2 separate regions of the Sus scrofa genome follow, and region 2 is linked to region 1. A link is a contact called in public HiChIP or PLAC-seq data. All regions are on one chromosome and are shown on one strand. The core of a region is the stretch at or near the end of the contact, and the rest is flanking DNA. Distances in the headings are between cores, read along the strand shown. Region 1 holds the start of MORC2 (MORC family CW-type zinc finger protein 2). Region 2 holds the start of YWHAH (14-3-3 protein eta).

The links. HiChIP or PLAC-seq counts read pairs in DNA pulled down with a chosen protein or histone mark.
Region 2: an H3K27ac HiChIP or PLAC-seq map of alveolar macrophages shows a contact between it and region 1. The contact joins the promoter of YWHAH here to the promoter of MORC2 in region 1. A contact is called at or near these places in 1 of 47 Hi-C or Micro-C datasets (heart right ventricle) and 1 of 2 datasets of contacts at active chromatin or transcription factors (alveolar macrophages).

Annotation. Positions count from the first base shown.
Region 1 is chr14:47,797,367-47,804,291 of Sscrofa11.1, forward strand. It overlaps MORC2 (MORC family CW-type zinc finger protein 2), which reads right to left and starts at 3,066. Exons shown (of 26, transcript XM_005670853.3): 1 at 1,017-3,066. The coding sequence starts at 1,084. It also overlaps LOC100525309.
Region 2 is chr14:48,540,123-48,547,047 of Sscrofa11.1, forward strand. YWHAH (14-3-3 protein eta) reads left to right here and starts at 3,909. Exons shown (of 2, transcript XM_001928076.4): 1 at 3,909-4,317. The coding sequence starts at 4,231.

The DNA of each region.
Region 1 (6,925 bases), core at 1,816-4,315:
CTCAGTAAGAATTTTCCTAAACAAAACAAAACCAGGCTCTCACTTGGCAATTCACTTCACTACTCAGTTTTTATTTCCTTCATAGGAAAAACAGCAAACAAAAAATTACAGGCATTATCACAAAAAATGTTATCCTTTCCCGTAAAAGACTAAAACTTAGTTACTATTACTGGATAATTGAAGTCTATATTCACAATCCTGAAGGTGGTTCTTCAGACCTCTGGGCCATTCATTTAGCTGTTCATCACCTCTCCAGGTAGTAAAATGAGAGAATACTTACCTTCATCGCAAAAGTGCCAAATGAATATACTAAGAGACTAAATAGTTATGATCCCACTGGATTACACCCAAGAGTGTGGGCATAAAGATTAAACCTGAAACATTCCAAACCAATGAGGAGTGATGATAATCTCTTCCCAAACTCAAGAACCATGAACACAGTATGTGTCCAGTGATTTGCATACATTTTAGGGAAAGGTTATTTAAATCATGGGTTTAATCAAGTTATTAGCACATACAAACTTATATTGGATGAGGAGGAATATCCCAGAAAAGGAAAGCCAACTGTTTTCTGAGGAAAAAAAATTTCTTCTCACAAGTTGTCACTTAAATGTCTTCCTTTTTTTCTTTTTTCCTTCTTAAAAAGAAAACACTTGTTACAACCTGTTTGGCTGTTGTCACCAAAGAAGAGAAGTTGATACTAGAATAGTCCAATTTTTGGCCATCCAAAGAATACGTGTTGGATTCCTAGCAAACGCTTGATTGAAATGACAACATATTGACTTCAAGTAATTAGTTTGCATTTGAACAAATAAATTTCGATCCAATAAAGAGCATATTCTTCTGGATTAGCAACAAACATTTCACTGATCTCAGTTCTTCCATACAGAGCTCAAGACTCATCCAGGGACACATCCCGAAAAGTAAAAATGCAAATTTTTCTGGGAAAAGGATTCCCATATTAATATCAAGCAATGAGTTATCACTGACCTCATTGGTACCTACAGGATACTTACGAATTTGTGTGTAGATATTCAAAGGTTAGCTGAGCTCGATTCAGACTGCTGTAATTTGTGAAAGCCATGAGTGCAGTGAGGTCTCCAGTTCTTTACCCACTAACTGGGAACTATAAGCTTATTAATGGAATAGATTTTTTTCAGGATTCTGAAATCTGTACTCCTCAAACAAGGTTACCTAGTGAATCTATCCACAGTATATTCAGAGATGTCTAAAACAATTGATTTTGCTTTTAAATTTTCTTAATCTTCTCAGTGACTATGATGTAATATTTTGGAAAGAACTACGTCATAAACCTGCAGTTTTAAGGAAGAGTTAGCGTTAATTTGTGATAGTTCAGATTTGAATTGAAATGTTGTTGGTCTGGAGTAGATGATACTGGAGTTGGCAATTACTGCTCCATCTTCACGTTCTTCGAGCGTTTTTTTCAGTTCCTCTAAATTTCCTGTGAGGAAATTTACCAGTCCAGAAATTCACCAATCCGTAAATTCAGCAACTTATGTCATAAAATTGGACAACCACCCATGTCTTCGCCATCAATGATCCCAGGATCCTTAAAGAAGCCCCAGACTGGCGACCATGTTGTTGATGGAGTGCATATGGCGTTAGTTCCGGCTTCACCACCTCCCAAATGAAAGATTTCCAAAGCGCTGAAGACCGATTTCTGTTTTTCAAAGCCTGGACCAAACCTAGCCTGAGGTCCGTCCCACTTTCCTCAGGGTAGTGGGTCAAATTACCTCACACAGACCCATTAAGTCGCCTCAGACCTGACCCGCCCAAATCAACTCAGGCGAGTTGCGCCCCTCCCCCACTTCCCTCAGACAGCGGCCTCAGCCTCTCAGGCGCTCGGTCCCGTGTTCTCCTCCTCACATAGAGAAGATAGTCCCAGCTTTCAAGGCCCGGATTGAGGGCAGTGACGAGTACACTACCCGAGCGGGCGTTGCCCTGCGCTCACAGCTGCAGCTGCCTTTGTCCCTCCCCACGGAATTGGAACCCAACAACCGCAGCGCGCTCTTGGAACCATGTGCTGCCTCCGCCTCCGCCGCTGCCGCCACCGCCGCCGCGAGACCACAGCCCGCACTGCGCTGGATGATATGGTGACCGGACTCAACACCACAAAATTCGGCGTCTAGGTCTCCTCCGCCGCTGCTATCGCTGGCGTCTCTGCCACCTCAGCCAGCGCTTTGTCTCCGCTAGTGCACACAGCCCGGGCCGCCTCGCGCACTCCCCGACGCCCCAAGCCCCCGAGGCCTCCGCGGCGTATTCGGCCAATCACAGAGCCGCAGATCCTCCCGCCCCCGCTCTGATGCGACGCCTTCTGATTGGTAGGTAGCGTGTCTCCACGTGACCGGATCTTGTTAGCTGGGCCCTCCCCTGTCACGTGAGTGAGCGCGCCTCTCTTCCTGCTTTCTTGACCCTCTCCGCCATTTAAAGAAACAGTACCGGGGGCGGGCCGAGCGACGCAGCCGGGACGGCAGCTGCGGCGCGGACCGGAGGAGCCATCTTGTCTCGTCGCCGGGGAGTCAGGCCCCTAACTCGAAGAAGCCCTGGCGCGCCCTCCCCCCCTCCCCGGTCTGGTAGGGCGAAGGAGCGGGCGCGCGGTCGATCGAGCGATCGGTTGGCGGCTCTTTCTCCTGCTCTGGCATCCAGCTCTTGGGGCGCAGGCCCGGCCGCCACGGCGCGCGCCCGGTGGCCGTTGGCGTTCGCGCCGCGTCTTTCTTCTCGTACGCAGAACTCGGGCGGCGGCCTATGCGTTTGCTATCCGACGAGGAGTCGTCCGGGTGGTCGGCGGCGGCGGGCAGTTGCTCCGCCCCGCTCCTGGGGAGGCGGCGGCGGCGGCGGCGGCGGCGGCGGGATTTGGCACGGCCGGGGAAGCTGGGGTGGCCGGGGCCGGCCTGGAGGCCTGGCACCACCCTTCGGGGCCTGCAAGGACCCAATTGGGGGGACAGGAGGGAGCCGGGGGATGGTTGGTGGTGGGCTTTCTACTTTGTCTTTTCCTCCTTATGCCGCCTTAGTGAGGGGCGGGAGCGCTGGAGGCCGCTCCGGGGTGGAGAGACAAGCTCCGGAGTCGGAAGAGCTGGGTTTGCTTCCGGGCCTAACCACCAGCTGGCCGAGTGACCTTAGGCAAGTCACTCTGTAATTTATCTGCGCCTCAGTTTCCTCCTTCTCCATCAATGTTTGTGGGATTGAAAGCGCTTTGTAAACTGTAAAGCGTCGCTGTATGTAAGGGATGATTATTGTTCGTAATGGCTTGGTTTTTTGTTTTTTGGTTTTTTTTTTTTGGAGTTGTAAGAAAACTTAGAAATTGCCCAATCCTTGGATTTTGAACCTGGAAACCTTGGATTGGAGGTGGAGATCCCCAAACTCCTTGAAATTGTATGCAGAAATTAGGGGGAATGTGCATTTTAGAGAATGAGAAGCCATCGCCAGCAAGTTTTCATTGGGGGCTGTGACCCAGAAGAATTAAGAACCACATTTCCTTTGTCACAAGGAGGAAACTGAGGCCAGATGTCATTTGGGACCCTTCACAACCAATTCGAAGCCCCTGTTTGAATCCCTGAGATATGTGAGCTGTTCTGTGCATAGTGGATATTCGTGGTAACAACACTCCACTTCTTGGCTTCTATTTTGAGTTCTTTCACCATGGGTTGCCTAAAGGGTGACTGATGCTTAAAGGTACAGTGGCACCCAGCATAAAGCAGCTAAAACTGGGCATGGATATGTTCTCTAGTATCAAGAAGCTTATTTAATCTTTGGCCCAACAACTTTTTTTTTTCTGGTGCCTGACTACCTTTCTGACTCTTCATTGACCATTTTCTATGACCATGGTTGCCATCCGTTACTTTCCCCTATTTTATATTCCTAGTCTGTGTGGTTGGTAGTGAGCAGGCTTATTTTTAAATGGTGCTGCCAAGTCCAACTAATTAATGGTGCAGGTGGATTTTTAGCAAGCTGGCTCACTAGAACAGACTGAACCAGGCATGGAATTCTTGAAAATGTTTGGGGGGTTGAGTCTTTATTAATTGAAGGTTAACGTTTTCTGAGAAGTTTTGTTAGAATTTTCTGCTGAACCTCAAAATCAGATTGAAAGTGTTTCAACCTTAAATTTTTTCTGGTCTGCTTTGTATTCTATTTGCTTGCAAGTGTGTTACTAAGATGGCCAAAATGCCAGTTTTTGCTTCTTTGTTAATTGTCAGCTGCTTTTATCAAATATCAGGCAGTTATCCAGCAAACACTATAGAAATGTTTGAACAGTTGGCTTTCAAACATTTTCATTTTGTGGAGTGGTGCTTACCATTGGTACAGCTCTAAGCAAGCAAACGCAAACACTTTTAAGTGTATTTTGTCTGTTAGGTGTTAGCCGGTTCTGCTATTTCATACAAATGTCTGGAAATCAATTGACTATTCCCTTTACCTAGAGGGCAGAGACAAATGATCTCAATTCCAGAGAAATGACTGTTTTGGAGAAAACTGTGTTGGTCTTTTAGCTCTTTTGTAATTAAATCTGGATGTACCTCAAAAGAATCTTAAGACTGGTGATAAAATGCTTTCCTCAGGAGAAAGGAGGAAAAAAACCAACTGGAACTCAAAGCTTGAAATTCTTTGACAAACATAAGATATCCAGGATGGGAAGTTGAAAGGGTTTCACTACATAGCGTTCTGCACTAGCTGGAGCAGATGTCTTTCAGTGTGGTTATGGCGTGGACTTCAGATTTTCAAGAACTGGATCTGGGACCTGGAAGAATTATCAAGATGTGACACGAAGTTGGGAGCTGGATTTTTTTATTTTTGAATTTATGGACTCTTGTCCTTGCTTTGAGAAAAGACAATGACTGAGCAAGCACTGCCACCAGCGCTGTTACTGGGAATTCGGAGACCTGAGTTTTTGCCAGATCCTCGGTGCAAACTCTGGCGACGCTCCATCCAAAGTGAAAAACGGTACTTGCCATTTTCCAAAATGCCTTATTCTGTACCGTCTCTGCACTTTCATTCACACCCTCCTCTCTACCCTGAAATGCCTTCCTTTGCTTCTTCAACTGTCAAAGCTCTGCCGTTTCTTCAGTATCCAACGCAGATGCTCTTTCCTCCATGAGACTCTTAAGCCAGAAATATCTTTGTTTTATAACTTGAGGGAGTTTCCTTTATGGCACAGCGGAAATGAATCTGACTAGCATCCATGAACACTCAGGTTCAATCCCTGGCCTTGCTCAGCAGGTTATGATCCAGCGTTGCCGTGAGCTGTGGTGTAGGTTGCAGATGTGGCTCAGATCTGGCATGGCTGTGGCTGTGGTGTAAGCTGGTGGCTACAGCTCCGATTAGACCCCTAGCCTGGGACCCTCCATATGCCACAGGTGTGGTCCTAAAAAGCAAAAAAAAATTAAATAAATAAGTAATAATAAAAATATATTTTGATAGATACCTTTTATCTATCTTTGTGTACAGTAGCTTGTAAAGTAGTTTTTATGTGCATTAGCTCTCTTTCTAGATAGAAAGCCCCTTCAAAGCAAGGGTCTCGTCTGGGGAATCTTCGCCCAGACATATTACCATATATGATGAAGCACTTGGTAGAAAGAAGGAATTTAGAAAACAGGCTATCTCAAAATAGGCACTCATAGGTTTGCTTAGTTGCTGTGTGATAACCTAGTTATGGGCCATGTTTCTTCCTCCATCCCATGATATATCTTTTTTTTATTTTTAGGAGCCATATCCACAGCATATGGAAATTCCCAGGTTAGGGGTCGATTCTGAGCTCTAGCTGCTGGCCTACACCACAGCAACGCCAGATCCAAGCCGCATCTGTCACCTGTACTACAGCTCACAGCAACGCCAGATCCTTAACCCACTGAGCAGGGCCAGGGATCAAACCTGCATCCTCATGGATATTAGTCGGGTTCATTACTGCTGAGCCACAGCGGGACTCCACTTTATTATTTTTTAATTTTAGCTTTAAAATGATTTAGGGAGTTCTCAAGCATAAAGAGAAATTTTTTGTTGTATAAGATATTACAGAGGGGTGCAAGGACTAGGGCCTTATTCCCTGCATACCTTATTCTCTTCCACTCAAGATGAATCTTGTTTAAAATGAAAGTTAAGTACTAGGTCATAAGAATTTGCAGAAGGCATTTAGAAGGGTGTTGGTATATAAACTTAAATTTACTTCTCATACCACTTCTTTGTCCCACCAACCACTGCCCAGCAACCTGAATAAAATCAAATTAGTCCCCCAAAGCATGAGACTTGGGACAATTTCTTTTTGCTGCATCCCTAAGACAGTTTGTCCTCAAGAGTCAGGAAACAGTCTTTGCCAGAAAACTCTGTTCTTATCATCACTGATTATTAATATTAAGACTCCCTCCTCCCTATTTATCATCTGTCAGCTTCTAAGCCAGGCTTGCCAAGAATTAGTACCATCAGGTGGCTGATGTACTGACAGCAGTCCCGCCCCCATTGTTAGAGTCTTGTGTTTGTAATTCCAAGCATTTGTTATCTGTTTTGTCCCTCTCCCCTCTAGTCTTGTGCCTCCTGGTTGCCGAGTATTCACCTGGACCTTCTAACCACCTTCCTTGAGCTATTCCATCAGCCTTCATATCTGTACCTGGAATTTTGCCCATGGTGATTCCTGCCACCTTACTACTGAAGAAGACAACCATGCCAGTGAACCACTGTGACTCGAGGCATCCAGCAAATTTGAATCATCATCATGTGGCCTTCACCTCCACTCCTGTCCTGTTCTACCCAGATTCAACACAGCCCTTTGTAGTGAAGTCAAACTCCTCAAGCCAAATAGCTGAAGCTGTTTTATCACAATTAAGGCTCAGTTTGTTCCATGAGTGTGCTTTCGTTTCTTCAGTTAAAGCCTTCAGAGACACATAATAAATTTGGACCAGGGGATTTTAGTTATCAACAC
Region 2 (6,925 bases), core at 2,659-5,158, 740 kb after region 1:
TTTAGAAAATTAAAAAAAATGAAAATCCTTTCTGGGTGACATGAATCTGTGGGTAGGCGGCCTCTCCCGCTCCAGCTGGTAACCATGCCGACAGTGTGAATGAACACCGTCTCTCCAGAACAATACCAGGGCTTCTGTCACATGTCCTTTGGTGTCCAGATTTTGCAGGGAGCACAGAGTGTCCCCATACACCTGAGGAAAAAAGCAGGACGTGCCTTTTCTGGGTCACCTATTCTGGTGGAGTGTTCCAGTGATGCTTTGGAAATCCAGTCCCATGTGAGGACCAATCGTCACCACTGGCCCAAGGTGGGGTGCAGCAAGGACGCTTATCCAGCTGTGAGGTGGGGACAGACATGGTATGAATGTGCTTTTGTGGATCCCTGACCCTAAGAAACAGGGTGGTCAGCCCCATTTATAAGTGGCTTCCCAAGGGTACTCAGCTGGTAGTGGGTAGAACTTGGATTTGAACCCAAGTCCAGATCCTTCTCTTCAAGCCACCACACATGTGTTCTTGGGTAGCTGGGGGTGGGGTGGGCAGAGAGTGCTGCTCTGTTCCCCGAGTGAGACCATGTACCAGGTAAAGGTGCTGCAACCCTGCTCAAGCTCCAGGCAATGTGTGTTTGACATAATCATCAGCTCTTTCCCTGGTTCAAAGGTCCTTTTGGAAACTGTTCAAAAGCTGCATTGCTTGGTGGGACTTAGAGCCCTGGGACAAGGTGACCTGTCCCAGGCGGTCGTCCTAGTCTTTATTTGTGAGGCTTTGGGGAGTTTGCAGCTATCTCTCAACGGTGAAGGATATGGCTGCTGGTGTGTAGGCTACAAGTGGGAAGATTATGTGTGGTTTTTTACAATCTGAATGACCCCAAAAGGAGAGTCACACTTTGATCCCTTCTTAGTTCACACCTCAAGACAGTGTGGGGCCACCAAGCCCAGGAATCTGACAGATTTGAGCTTGAATCCTGGCTCTGCTGATTACTAGTTGAGTGATCTTGATACAAGTCACGGTGCATCTTCAAGGCCAGTCTCATCTGTAAGATGGGAGTGGAAGCCCTACCTAATTTACAGAGGTATCTGGGGGGAAGAAATATGCCAGTCTCTGTAAGGTACCTGGCCCGGTGCTGGCAATGTGGTTGGGTTCCCTTCAAGAGCAGGTGTGGATGAGGTTGCCCAGGATAGGGCAGAGGGGTGGGGCAGAGTTCTGAGGAACCCCCATGTTTCAGGGTAGGCTGAGAAGACCAACTCACACAGGAGACAAAAGAGGAGCAGCCAGGGCAGCAGAGAGAAGTCAGGCTAGTGCAGGGTCATGGAGCTAAGAGCCTGTCAAGGAAGGGAGAGCAGTTGTGCCCAGTGCAGCCAAGAGGGCCGGGAAGGTGAGGACTGTGCAGTGACATTGGATTGGTGGCCACAGTGAGGGTTCCGTAGGTTGGAGGAGTGGGGTACAGCCAGAGTACATTGGGCTGAGGGGTGGGTGGGAGGTGAGGAAGTAGGGACAGTGTAGTTGGTGAAAAGGAAAGAAAAGCTTTATGGGAGAACCGAAGTGTCTCCCATTTGACATTCATGAATGTCCAAATCAGTTATTTAGAATGCTCTAGTCTACCTGATTTTTACTGCTCTGAAATCAATCTCTGTCCAACATGATCAGAAGCTAGAAGGGCTCTAACTCCTCTCAGGGCTGGAAGAAACTGTGGAGGTGCCCCCAGTGCTGGCCGGCTGCCCACATCTCACAGAACCCATCCTCATGGAGCCCACAGTGGATAATGTTACTATCTCTCACACCCCTTAAAGATATTCACTAAGGGAAAAATCAGCCTGGTTTGCTAACCTCAATTCCATCCATGTGTAGTTAACAAAGGTAACTCTTCAAAGCCTGAGGTGGGGACTTCTTCCCAGACACACAAATGCTGTGTCATGGGTCCTGAGTCCTCACTGTAGCAGCAGAGAGATAGTGGCCCCGGAGGCAGGAGACCTGGTATGGGAGACCCAGCTCTGCTCACTGGCCATGCAAACTGCAGCCAGCCTCTCCTCCTCCCCAGACCTCAGCTTCCCCTTACTTGGGATAAGGGGTTGGACAGTGGTGAGTCTAAGGGTCCTGCCAGCTCTGACATTCCAGGATTTCTTCTCTTCTACAGTGCCTTAAACAGTCTTTCAAGTCCAATTTTCCCAGATTGTAAAACAGAGGTTCAGAAAAGGCCCACTCTCCAGTTCCTTCTCCTTTGTTTTTTTGTTTTGTTTTGTTTTTCATCTTTTTGCCATTTCTTGGACCGCTTCCGGGCATATGGAGGTTCCCAGGCTAGGGGTCTAATCGGAGCTGTAGCTGCCAGCCTAAACCACAGCCACAGCAACTCGGGATCCTACACCACAGCTCGCGGCATCGCCGGATCATTAACCCACTGAGCAAGGGCAGGGACCGAACCTGCAACCTCATGGTTCCTAGTCGGATTCGTTAACCACTGTGCCAGGACGGGAACTCCTCCTCTCTCTCCTTTCTAATGCATCTGACTCTCCAAAGTAAGACTCCTGGCCTGAAATGTGGCTTCCATGCCTCTGGTGGTTCCCAACTACCTAGGGATGCTTCAGATCTTCAGCCTGGCATTGAAAACACTCCACAGTCTTGTTTTTTACCTCACCTCATGTCCCACTGCCCGACCTTTCTCACCATTTTGTTTTTATCTTCACTGCCAAGGCTTTGTCTTTGCAGACCCCACTCTCTCCCACCTTTTCCCTGACATTATCTGGACCAGCTTACCTCCTTTGGGGTATTCAGACATCTGCTTCTCCGAGACAGGGGCTGCGTCTTAACTCTTTTTTTTTTTTTTCTTTTTTTTCTTTTTTGTCCTCCCCTGGGCATACGGAATTCCTGGGCCAGGGATCCAGTGCTAGATCCTTAAGCCACTGTACCAGGCTGGGGATTAAACCTGCATTCCAGCCCTCCCAAGATGACCTCATTGAGCCACAGAGAGAACTGAGTGTCCTACTCATTCTGCACCTACTCTTTCCCCCAGTGTTGAGCATGCAGTAGGTGCTCAATAAAATTCTCAGAGAACCTCAGGCCCCTTCTCCTGCACTGCCCTTCGCATGGTATACTAGGTCTGGTCATGCTTTAGTTATTGGGATTTTCCTCTCTTGTCCGAGGCCCAGCCCTGGGCCTGGCACCAGGGTTCCTCAGCGTGGAACGCCAGGACTGGCTCAGTGACCAGCGGGTCCACTCTCCTCTTTGCCACTTTACAGGCCAACAGTAACCTTGAGCAACTCACACTGGTCTGGCTTTGAAAAAAGAGGCCAGCTGTACCCACTGGCCTGAGTTGTGAGCATCAGATACGATCGTGCCTGGAAAGGCCTAGCACTGGGCCAGCTCCTAGCAGGTGTGTCACGAAGGTTATCCGCCTCAGCCGGGCCGGTCAGTCCCTCCTCCCGCGTAAAGGCACAGTCTGCACAAGGCCACTCCCTAGGGTGGAGGCGCAGTGAATGAATGTGTTGTGGGGTGGGGGTGGGGGGGACGTTAGGCGGGACCGACTCTAATCTGCCAGCGCAGACCCAAGTGCTGGGTGTGGCCCTGCGAAGCCGAACGGTTAGACTGGGCGGGGGCGGGTCCAGACCGCCCGTCGGGCATGCGGCCTCCTGGCTTCCCCAAGCGCTAGTTTTATTTGCTTTGGAGTCCCTTCTCAATCTAGTGCTCTAACATGGGTTCAGAAGCACCTTTCCGGGTGGGGCCGTGACAGTGCGCTGCCAGCGGAGCAGCCATCTCCCGGCCCCTTCCCCGATCTCTGCAGTCCCCACCCCAGCGGTCCCCTCTTCACCTCCACCTCTGCGGTGGTAAAATGCAGCACTCGCACGGCGCCTGCGCGGCTTTGGGGCGGGGCGGTGGTCGCAGCTATTTATAGTAGCTGACGTCACCTTGAAATAGACCGTTAGGGCCGGCCCGCCCTTCCCCCCTCCCACTTGCGCCGCTCCGCGCCGCCCGGCCCTGCCCCTCCCACTGCGCAGGCGTCCTCCCATCCGCCCATCCCCCCGCGTGACCGCCTGTCCTCTCTCGGCGGCGTCCGCGGTGCGAGCCACAGCGCGCGAGGCGAGCCAGCGAGAGGTCGATCGGTGCTGCCTGCTGCTTGTAGCCTAGGCGGGCCGGCGAGCCAGTGCGCGTGCGCGGCGGCGGCCTCCGCGGCGACCGGGAGCGGACGCGCGGGCTAGCAAGCGAGTGGAGCTGGGCGCGAGGCGAGGCCGAGCCATAGCGACATGGGGGACCGCGAACAGCTGCTGCAGCGGGCGCGGCTGGCCGAGCAGGCGGAGCGCTACGACGACATGGCCTCCGCCATGAAGGCGGTGAGCGCGCCGGACGCCCGGGCGGCCGGCCGGGGGCCCGACGCAGGGGAAGGGTGGGCAACCAGGCGGCTGCTCCCTCCAGGCCTGGGGCGACCCCGCCGCCCCGCTGGGCGCGGCCACCCGCCCGCACACCGCGCTTCCCGCGCCCGCCGCGCGCCCCGCCATTTCCTGCGGCCGGGCCCTGGTGGGGTTTCTAGGGAGGGGGTGCGGCGGTGACCCCGCGGGCGGGCCATCTGGTGGTCGGGGGTCGCCATATCCCAGCTCGGACCACAGGTGAGGGAGGGTGCCCGTGGGAAGGTGAGGGAGTCACATTTCTCCTTCTGGATATTTCTGTCGGGCTGGGGCACCCCCTCTTTTCTCCACACCCCAACTTGTAATAAAGAATCACCTAGTGAGTGGCGCCCTGTCTCTCATGGTTTCCGCTGCCACTACCTGCAGTCGGTGTAATTCCGATCCGTTTTTGCTCCGCTCGCTGGAATCGTTCTGGTTCCATCCTCCCACGCCCGGGGTCCGCATTGTGTGCGGAGACCCCCCCCCTCCCCCCCGCAAGCCGGCGGGAGGGTGGCGGGCGTGTGGCTCCTTCCAGGTTGGATGCGGCACCCATCTGCTTGGAGACTAAAACGGGTCGTGACTCCTGGGCGGGCCGAGCCCGTGTACCTTTGCCTTGCCGAGACCCTCAGAGACCTGTCTGCAGCTCGATTTCCGGGGAAGGAGCCTTTGCCGACCACACCCTGGCAAATGCCCTGGATTAGATACCACCTGCGTGCCTGAGACTTAGGGTTGTGGCGAACTCCTCGCTAACCTCGTCTCCGCGCATTATTTCACGTTTTCTCCAAATGAACATTACTTCCCTCTGCGTCAAGGTCACACGGGTATAGCCACAGCTGCGGCCACCAACCTGCCATGTTCACCCAGTGTTCCACCTCCTGAGACCTGAAAGGATCTCCTGGGGCCCCACCCTAGACCTAAAGACTCAGAAACCCTGGGGGTGGAGCTCAGCTGCACTTGAACCAGCCCTCAAGTGGCAAGTGTTAGTAGGTTTAAGTTCAGCAATTACTGCCCTGGATTCTTTTTTTTTTTTTTTTTTTTTAGACTGCCCTGGATTCTACAGCTCATTTGCCCTTTTTCGAGCCTTGGGAGGGGATTTCTTAGAGGAAAAAACCCACAAATACAGAGGCTTCCTAAAATGTCAGAGTCATATAAAAAGCTCCTTTTAAAGCTTTCAATAGTAATATGTGAAGTATGTTGTTGAGGTCAATATTTGGGCTTATCCAGGTAAGAAGTGTACTTGAAGAGTTATCTCTTCCATGTTGTCCTTGTCACACATTGAACCAGATGTTTGGAAACCACCACTGCTGCCGCCACCTCGCATTTGTTGATTCATTGGTGATCCCAGTTTGAGCCCTTGCTTGGTGTCATGGGCTAGGTGGGAGCTTTTCATCCAGAACAGGGATGATTTAGGTTTAGGACCTGATGTCTATGTAATTCTGGGGGTCTTATAAGAAAAACAAGTGTAAGATACAGTAATATAGCAAATTTTACAGAATCTGGACTTACTGTGTGAGTGCATTTCCTTGGAAGGGGTTCTAAGCTTAATCTTCAGAATAAAGCCACTTTTGTCCACCCAGCAAGTCACACTTAAGTATGACTTTTCCCCAGTAACTGAGTGCCACTGGGATTATACTGGTTGAGGCCGCTCTTTGGACATTTTAGTGAGGCCCTTACTTATCCTGGAGTGGGACTTGAAGGCCACAGTGTTAGGAGGCTTTTGGGGAATAAAGCAGGAATGGGGCTGGAATCAACGTTGATGCAGGTTAAGGGAAGATGACTGGAAGGTAGTTCTGGAGCTATAGGCAACTTGAAATGGGAAAGGAAGAATGCAGAGATCTAACCAGAATGAAACAGTTTGTGGAGAGAAAATAATTGATTTTCTGGTCTTTATAAGCAATCTTGAAAAAAACGCTTTCCTGCAGCTACCTACTTGTGTCCACAGATTTTTCTCTGAGATGTTAAGGTAGGATTTTGCAAACAGATGGTCCCTTTTGTGTATTGGGAATATGTAATATCTGCATCTGAAATGATTGATGGGTTGGATAAGCCATTAAATATTCAATCCAAACTCTGTTATCTCAGAATTTCGATAAACCATTTCCTCAAGGTACCTCCTATTAAATAATAAGAATTTGGGGGGTCACTTTGCCTGTTTCTCCTATTAAGGAAATTTTTTTCATCCTAATGGACTACATTTATTGGAAAGGACTTGACAGGGGTCAGTGGAAAACAGTTTCTCACATTTCTACCTGTTGTTTTTTGTATGTTAAATTCTTAATGTTATGGAGAAGACTCAGTCCCCATTTCATTAATATCATAGGCCTAAAGTATAGCTTTTGGAAAGAGAATTCTGGGTAACTCTTTGGGTTTATGTGGGTTTCTCAGGACAGGTAAGTAGACTGCTTGCTCTGCCACACCTGGGTGAGGGGATGTTCTGCTGCCACCACTCTGTGACCTTGAAGCTCACATCTCTTCTGATCCTCTGACATGTAAAACTAGTAATGTTGGTGTTACTGTCAAGTGAGTTTTCAGTCTTCATCCTTCTAACTTGTTTTCT